2 separate regions of the Mus musculus genome follow, and region 2 is linked to region 1. The links are chromatin contacts, called in public Hi-C maps. All regions are on one chromosome and are shown on one strand. The core of a region is the stretch at or near the end of the contact, and the rest is flanking DNA. Distances in the headings are between cores, read along the strand shown. Region 1 holds the start of Col5a2 (collagen, type V, alpha 2). Region 2 has its middle 38 kb from the start of Col5a2.

Region 1 (4,043 bases), core at 1,079-3,578:
TTTTCATTACATCTATTTGAATTAATATTTGTAAAATCTGAGAGAATTTACTTTCTTGGCAAAAATCTTTGGTTTGAGGTTTGAATTTCTCTGCTATTTAATGACACTAAGGAAAAAAAGGAGGGTTGGCCCAAAGACTTTCTGAACCAAGCCACCTATTCTTAATGTATGAAAATTAATCTTAGAGAACAGTAAACCCCTCATTTCTCAGTAAGACCTACAGAATAAATGCAATGACTTAGACAAGAGTTTTAGCACATGACCTACCTTCTAAGACTTTTGAACATCTTACATCTTTCATTTACACACATGTTCGATTACTTTTGTACATTACAAAAATTAAGCACATCATTTTAACATAAATTGAGAATAAAGTCTGTATAGATATTTTAGAGTTAGTCTTCTGGTAGGGGAGGGGAGTGGACAGATTCATTGATACTCAGACATTTTGCTTCTATCTTAACGCTGCTATGTGCTCTCCTCTTTCCTAACTTCTTTGTTCTTTGCGTTTGCGAACAGCACAGACTTTTCATGACATTATGAGGAAACGCAAGTTTCACCCTTCATAAGTTTCCTCACGTTATGAAGCATAGAAACTGATTTTAAAGTTTTAAGATTTTAGAAAAGTGCTCCCTCTATGGGGCTGCTGACAGACTTGAATTTTATCTCCAGAACCTTGGGATTTCTACAACTTACAGTTGCTAAACACAGTTTCTAAATATTTTTAGAGAAAAAAAAATCAGAAAGGCAGAAAACATATTCGTACAGATGGCTGGATATACACAGGAGAAAGACAGTTACAGACACGATTAGCACATTGCTAAGTTTTGGAAGCTTGAGTGTGATGCTAACAGAGATTCAGATCTATGCTGGCCTCTTACAATGAGAATGTATCTGTTTCTGACACTTCAACCTTCAAAAGTTAACGTTAATATCAACGAGGCCCATTTTATTTTATTTTTAAGTTTTATTCTATAGCAGCCACGCCATTTTGCTTAACAATACATCCCAGCACTAACATATGTAAATCACATAGGGGAAACAAAACAAAACAGTAACCAAGCAAGATATGCCTTAAAAGAAAAGAAAATAGAAGGAACGGGGGAAGAGAAGAAGAAAGGGAGAAAGGAAGGGTCTAAGGGGAAAGTCCTTCTTAATACTCTGTTCCAAGTAGAATTTCCTGCCTTCATCCATCCACCCAGGAACCATGCTGTCCTGATAATCAAGTCAGTAGGGTGGGAAAGCACAGAAATTTAAGAAATCTGGTTTCTATCAGAGTCTGTCATGGAGAAATAAACTTGACTCCCTCTCTGTAGGCAAACCCGATTTTAAGATCAGAGATGAAAACTTTAGGAGGGGAGGATAAAGAGCAAAGACAAAGGAAATTCCGAACTATCGGATTTGCCTGCTGGAGAGGTTTTTCTAAACAAAGACTTTCATGAAGCTGCTGAAGTTCACACAGGAAAGACTCCACCCTGCCCAGCTTCTGCTGCAGCGGCTTTCCCTGCTTGGAAAGCGCCTGCCCACAGGACAGACCTCTAACTAAAAGTGCCTCCGGGGCTCCGTTTTAAGCACTCTTGTTTTCTTTTAAACGTCCCACTCTTACATTCCGGCAAAAAAAAAAAAAAAAGACTGGTGATATCCTGGCTCTTACAGGATGTCAGAAGCCCACTTTTTGCCAGGGCACGCACAGAAGCTCCGGATTTGCAAATGTGCCTAGTCTCCAGAGCCAAGCTACAAATCCTAGAGCCCCCTTCTCAAACTTCAAACCAGAGTCTTCTCTTTATCCTCTTCCTGAAGCTTAACATTCCATCTAGTTCCCAAACCAAGCCATAAACACCATAAGCAAAGCAAAAGGCAAACTCACCATTCTCTTGTTCCTGGGCTTTTATTGAGACACAGTACCCTAATAAAACAGAAAGAATGAGGAGAGGTCTTGCTCCCACCCAGTTTGCCATCATGTCTAAATATGAGACATGTGGGTCCTCCTGGGATCGAAGAGTAGATACTGAGGTCACTGTAGCACCATGAATTCCGCTGGGGGCTCTTTTTCAGCACCAGTCCCCGCGCTGCCTCAGTCTGTTTCAGCACCAGGTCCGGCACAGTCTGCGAAAACTTTTTTCAAGCGGTGCAGCTTTAAATAGGAAGAATGCTGCCTCCACTTCTTTTCCTGCCCCTTTCAGCTTGTTCAGGCTCATAACCATCCAGTGTCTGCCAAGCAACCGTCTGATTGATGGTAAACAACCAAATCAGAGCGCGCGCCTCTGCGACTTGAGTTTTCAGTGCTTCTTGTAGATTTTAAGCACAGAGGAAGCTTCTCAACAGAGACAAACTTTTATTTCTCCTTCTGTTTGAGTGTGTGTGTGTTTTCTTTTCTTCTTTTTTTAAAGAAAGCCTATTAGAAGGAGTCTGATCCACCCTCCCCAACCCTTCCCCAGACACACACCCACTGACTTTTTCCAGAGACACTAAAAAAACTTTAGGGAGGATTACAGCCTTTTAGTGGATTTTTTTTTCTTTTGCACTTAAATAATTCAGAATTCTCTTTGCCACTTAAGCCTTTAAAACGTCACTTTTTTAACCCTTTCTTTTGGCAATGGAGGAAGGATTCTTGTCCCAATTTTCATCCTCCTCCCTCTCCTATGCTCTGAGAAGATTGTGGAAGAAAGGAGGCAGAATATGGCCAATACAAAATGAACTTGAGATACTTTACATTGAGTTATTTCCACATCTTTTTAGTAGGCACATCTATACGTTCTCCTCGTCACAGAGCATGCTATTGTGTTAAAAAACAAATATGTTCACTAAGCTTGTGGAGGGAGGAAAACACACTGGTTTAAGTCTCAGAAAGGGTAGGTTCCAATATCAGATCTGCCAACTCACCAATTTTGTGAATTTATACATAGTCCTTAACTGTCCAAATTTTTTTGTTGTTGTTGTTAGAAAAGGGGCTTTGGCCTGACCAGTGTGCAGGATCTGGTGACACTAAACTGAGCAATATGCTGTTAACTAGATTCTAAATTACAAAGAGCTACATAAAAGTGAATGATGCTGTTATGAACCCCACACCAGCTTTCCACGGAATGTGGTAGTCCTAGCTGCATATTTCTGTAAAGAGCAAGGCATTAACTTTGTGTGCTACTCAAGCTTGACAGATTTAAACGCCCTCAGTGTTTTTGACAGTCTAATTCATTTGATAGTGTGCGTTCTGGGGGATCTGGATCAAGCCCCACATAACATGTCATGTGTGACTCAATTGTTCATAGTTACTCAGCACTGAACAGGTGCTCTGAGACACACTGAATAGAGGAAGGATTATGGCAGACTAGAAACAAAGTCAGCATCCATCACCTTTAAGGAACATGTGTATGCAAATGCTGAAAAAATATATCTACGTGAAACAAAAAAATACAAACAATATATACAGCTATGTGTGGAATTAACTAAACCCCAAATAAATGCAAAGAAAAGGGATAGTATAAATTAAAATAGGTATATGAGGCTTCATTTACTATTTAATTTCCTTAATAAAGAAATCCAAGATGCTTTAAATTGAGAGGTGGAACTAAACTCTGGAGAAGTTCCAAAAACAACTTTCTAGCCCTGTATCATTGAAAATAACTTGTCACCAAGACCTGCCTTTGTTTAGTGAATTCGTTCACCAACACACTGCTGTTCCCATGGCTGTCTTGCTCATACTTAATGAATGGGCTAAATAAGGAACAAAAATCAAATTTCTTCTAATTCTTTGAATAATAGCTGAAAAAGCCCCTGATGTAAAAGCTCTTGTTAATCCCTCATCAAAGGAACATTGTTTTGCAACAGATGAAAATCACTTCAGAAAACCACAATCAATTAAAATGCAGAATTGTGTAGCCCAGTCTCAATGGATACATTTATCAAACTACTCTTGAACCTAAGGCTCAGAGAACATTGAGGAAGAGGAGGTAGAAAGTCTGTAAGGACAAAGGAATCCTAACAATGTCAGAATTTTATGCGTATACTCATAAAATCTCACCACCATGTCTGCCTCACCATGAGCT
Region 2 (4,043 bases), core at 970-3,469, 38 kb after region 1:
TGGCAGCACATGGGAGAGTGGTCCCTGAATCTCACCAGGGCAACACAATGAGGCTGACCATTGTGGTGGAGGCTCAGGTAAGCTGGCCCCAAGGGTATGAGCATAGAAAAGCTGACCCTGCTCCCATCTACTCTGAGGTGATGCTCCCCCTTGGTGCTTCAAAAGACCTCAGGCAGGTTGGATTGCAGTTACAGTCCTGAGAGAGCAAGTTAACTTGCACTGGCACTCACCAGCTACAGCACTCAGTAGACTAGTCCTTGTACCTAGCCTGGACAGCCAGCAGAACTGACCCTGGTACAGGCCCTGTCATTCCTCAGGTGTGAGTTGGCACAGGCACTCAGGTGATTCCCTACCATGACAACTCCTTGCCACCTGCAGCAGTCAGTCAGGAGAGCTAGATGCTAGGTCATGAGAGCAGGTGATCTGGCCCTGCATCTTGCTAGATGCAACACTATGGAATGCAGGTTTTGCAAGTCACCTAGACAGCACAGTAAAGCTGGCCTTAGTGGCAGGGGTGCAGGTAAACTGGCTCCACAATATGAGTGCAAAAAGAGCTGGCTCTCACACTCTCCTGCTGTGTGGAGTGGGAAAGTGATGCCTTCCTCTCTATATACCCAGCCCCTTTTCACTTGCAAAAGTTAAGAGAGCTAGCCCCAAGGTCGTAAGATAAGGACAGTTGTCCCTGCTCTTCACTGCCAGGAACACAGACCCTGCAACCTTGCCTAGGCCACACAGTGGATCTAGCCCTAATGGCAAAACCACAGGTGAGCCAGCTCTGAGGGTGTAAGAGCAGGAGAGTTGGCCCAGCCCCTGGCAGGCTGCAGACTTGGGAGAGTGGACCACTCACCTTGATTAAGCAGCACAATGTAGCTGAATCTGGAGGCACACGTGTGTGTGTGAGCTGGTCTTGAGAGCATAAAACTGAAAGAGCTGACCCTGTTCCTGCTGATGGGAGCATTGGATGGTTTCATCCAAGAAGTGCTGGAGAGTTTGCCCTAATGATGTGGATAAAGGACAGCAGAACTGTCGACCAACTCAGCTACTACTCAGGCCCAGACCTAGGTCTTTGAGTTGACACATCCCCAAAATCTACATCACCTGTAAAATGTTGGGGCACATCAAAAAGCCAGTCCTGCAGATCCAAAGCTGCAGGACCTCCATGACGTAGGGCACAACAAGAAAACTGGAAGGAGTTCCAGTGAAGAGCCAATATTGATAGTATCACAGAAGCCAGAGACCTCAATGATTCATTGCAATGACCATTTGCAAGTGAAGATGTGTAGACAGAGACGTATATTGTGGGACACACTGTGACATACTACAGCTTCCATGATAACATGTTTTCTATGCGCACGTGTGTGCATGTGTGTGTGTGTGTGTGTGTGTGTGTGTGTGTGTATTTTATTTTCTGGGGAATGTTGCAAGAACTGATACAAGTAGACAGGGAGATGATGAGTAGGACTGGGGAGCATGATGTAAAATTCACAAAGAACTGATAAAAAGTTTTAAATATATATATATATATATATATATATATATATACATATAAATATACATACACACACACACATATATATGAAAGCAAAATATACAGCAGAAACAATACACTGCATGAAACAAATGGTTCTGGGTGCAGTCTTCAACACCACACATACACACATACAAGGAAAATCTGGGTATGTGTGCAGCAGTGGGGTCTTTTAATCTAGAACTAACAATAGTGTGGCCAACAATTCACCAAAAAGAAATCAACAAGAAAGAGAACCCAAAATCACCTTAAAAACTCAGTTTTGATGCCTGGTGACTGGTGAAGCTTTTCGTGCCAGTAGAAAATAATAATAATAATGAGGCTTGGATGCCTTATACAAATCCCTAATTCAGCTTCGTCTATTTTGAATTCAAATTTAGAAAACATCTAAGGCATGATGTCAGCTGAAAGCTGGATTTGAGTCGAATACTTACATGAAGTACAGGCTTACATGAAGCTAAAGATTTCAGAGCCCTGAGATGAAGCCATGAAAGCAGAAAGCAATGCCTGCACTTAGAGCAAGGCTGAAGTGAACAGATTTTTCAAATATAAATCTGTGTCATTCTTTTTCTGTTCATAAAGAATAACAGCCCAGAAAAAAAAAAAAAAACATGTGTACTCACCAGTGGAATGAGAAAGAAGGGGTGGAGAGAAACGCGAGTGGTGTGACACACAAGGAAAGCATGAAACTATTTCAGAGGTTTACATTCCTCTTCCTTTCCTCCCTTTCTTGTGGGGAGGGGTTGAAACAGAGGGAGCAGAAAGGGGGAGATGTACAGAACTTAGAACAGATGATTTAGTTTCTAACTGAAAGTTCAAGTCTGCTAGATTGATTATTCTCCTTAGAACTATTTGGCCACCATAAGAGAAATGACATCAGCAAACTTATCCCTGACTGAGCAGAATTTCCATGTGTTTCGTCTGTTTTCACTTGATTAAAATATTTTACATTTGTTGCGAAAAAAAAAAAAAAAAAACAGACAGAGGAAGCCATTGAAAGGAGAAAACCAACCAACCAACCAACCAAACAAACAACAAAAAACAAAGACAAAAAAAAAATCCAAATATGGTGAGCTGATTCGCCAGAACTGCAGCAATGTGGGTACTAACAACTGCAGTTCAAAGTAAATGGCTACTCAAGGAATATTGCACGAAATCACATGGACATCAGTGCTTCTACTTTTAAGGACAAGAGGACATGAGGAAGAGAAGACGAATCTCTATTTTCAAAAGATGAATTTGAGGTCTTGTTCAGTGAAGTGAAATGAGCAGTATTGTAAAATCATCTGTTCTTCATAATGTATTTTCTCAGATTAAACTTCTGTTGATGGTTTAAATGTGTCTAAATACTTGTTTCTCTGTAGCAAGCCAGTCAGAAAATGCAGAGTAAAGGGGTTGGGTGGAGCTTGCTCCTTTAGAGGAGTCTATGCCAAGCCGTCTGCAAACACTCCATTTCTTGGCAAATGTCCACAAGCAGATTTGTCCATGATCTGTTTGAAACCATGGCTGTTAATGGTGACCTTTACATCCCTTAGCAATGGGAAGTTTATAATTAGGCAACTTAATTTGGAAAAAGAGTCCCTATTTGGTGACTTCAGACAGTTACTTTTCTAAAGTATGTGAATCAATGTGAGACTCAAAAGTTTATGAGTAGTGAGGCTCTTCTTGGCTGTTGTAAGTGTGTGCTTAACAGGCTGAAAATACATACACAGATTTCAAATAGGAAAAACACAATCTAGTTCTTATTTCTAACTAAGAAAGCATGTTGTATCCAAGATTTCATTGCTTATTGTTTCATAGATATTAATTAAAGATTATCAAGAAATCCTACCAAATTCTTCAGCAACAATAAACAGAGGACACCGAAAAGATAAATTCATTTACTGAAATTCTTTAAATGTAGGTTTTTAATATGTGTGTGTGTGTGTGTGTGTGTGTGTGTGTGTGTGTGTGTGGTGGGGTGGGGTGTGGGGGGAGTGTTGTGTACGTATGGGGGGGGATGTTTCTGGGTATGTGCATACCTGTTTGTGAGTGTTCTCAGAGGCTAGAAGAGAACATCAAATCCTCTGGAACTGGAGTTACAGATGTTTGTAAGCTACCAAATATGGTGCTGAGAACTAAACTCAAGTCCTCTATAAGAATAGTATGTGCTCTTAACCTCTGAGGTATCTCTCCATTCCCCTCATTCACTAAAAATTTTAAATACTTCAAATTATTTTCAATTGAGGATGATACATTGTTAAAAATCAATTCTCTTTGTTGTTATTTTATTATTTTCATACATGAATATGTTATGGGTTTTTATTTGCTATCTGAAATAAAGAAAATTTATTGTAACCTTGGAAATATCATAAATCAAACATGCATTAATATTCAAACTATTGACCCTATTGAACTTTGGCTTCCATAAACAGGCTGCGAATGTTGTATTCATATGTTGTGTTTTAATCAGCTCCATCTCCACTACTTCCTCTGTAACCCTTCCTTTATCTACCCACCTATACTTTTTGATGAT

Evidence for each region. A called contact is a pair of places that touch in the nucleus more often than the background predicts.
Region 2: a contact with region 1 is called in a Hi-C map of 3T3-L1-derived adipocytes, with 1.6 times the contacts expected there. The contact joins the enhancer-like site here to the promoter of Col5a2 in region 1. A contact is called at or near these places in 8 of 484 Hi-C or Micro-C datasets (the 3T3-L1 cell line, 3T3-L1-derived adipocytes, the C2C12 cell line and 4 more) and 3 of 9 other capture datasets (adipose tissue, liver and macrophages).

Annotation. Positions count from the first base shown.
Region 1 is chr1:45,500,954-45,504,996 of GRCm38.p6, forward strand. Col5a2 (collagen, type V, alpha 2) reads right to left here and starts at 2,329. Exons shown (of 54, transcript NM_007737.2): 1 at 1,868-2,329. The coding sequence starts at 1,961.
Region 2 is chr1:45,539,127-45,543,169 of GRCm38.p6, forward strand. No RefSeq gene overlaps it. Among named protein-coding and RNA genes, the nearest start is that of Col5a2, 38 kb to the left of the region's middle. Within about 2 kb of position 2,220, at least 47 of the 459 cell types and tissues checked have an H3K27ac peak or open chromatin away from gene starts, as enhancers often do. A contact at or near this core is called in 3T3-L1-derived adipocytes, the C2C12 cell line, adipose tissue and 4 more, where this site is marked.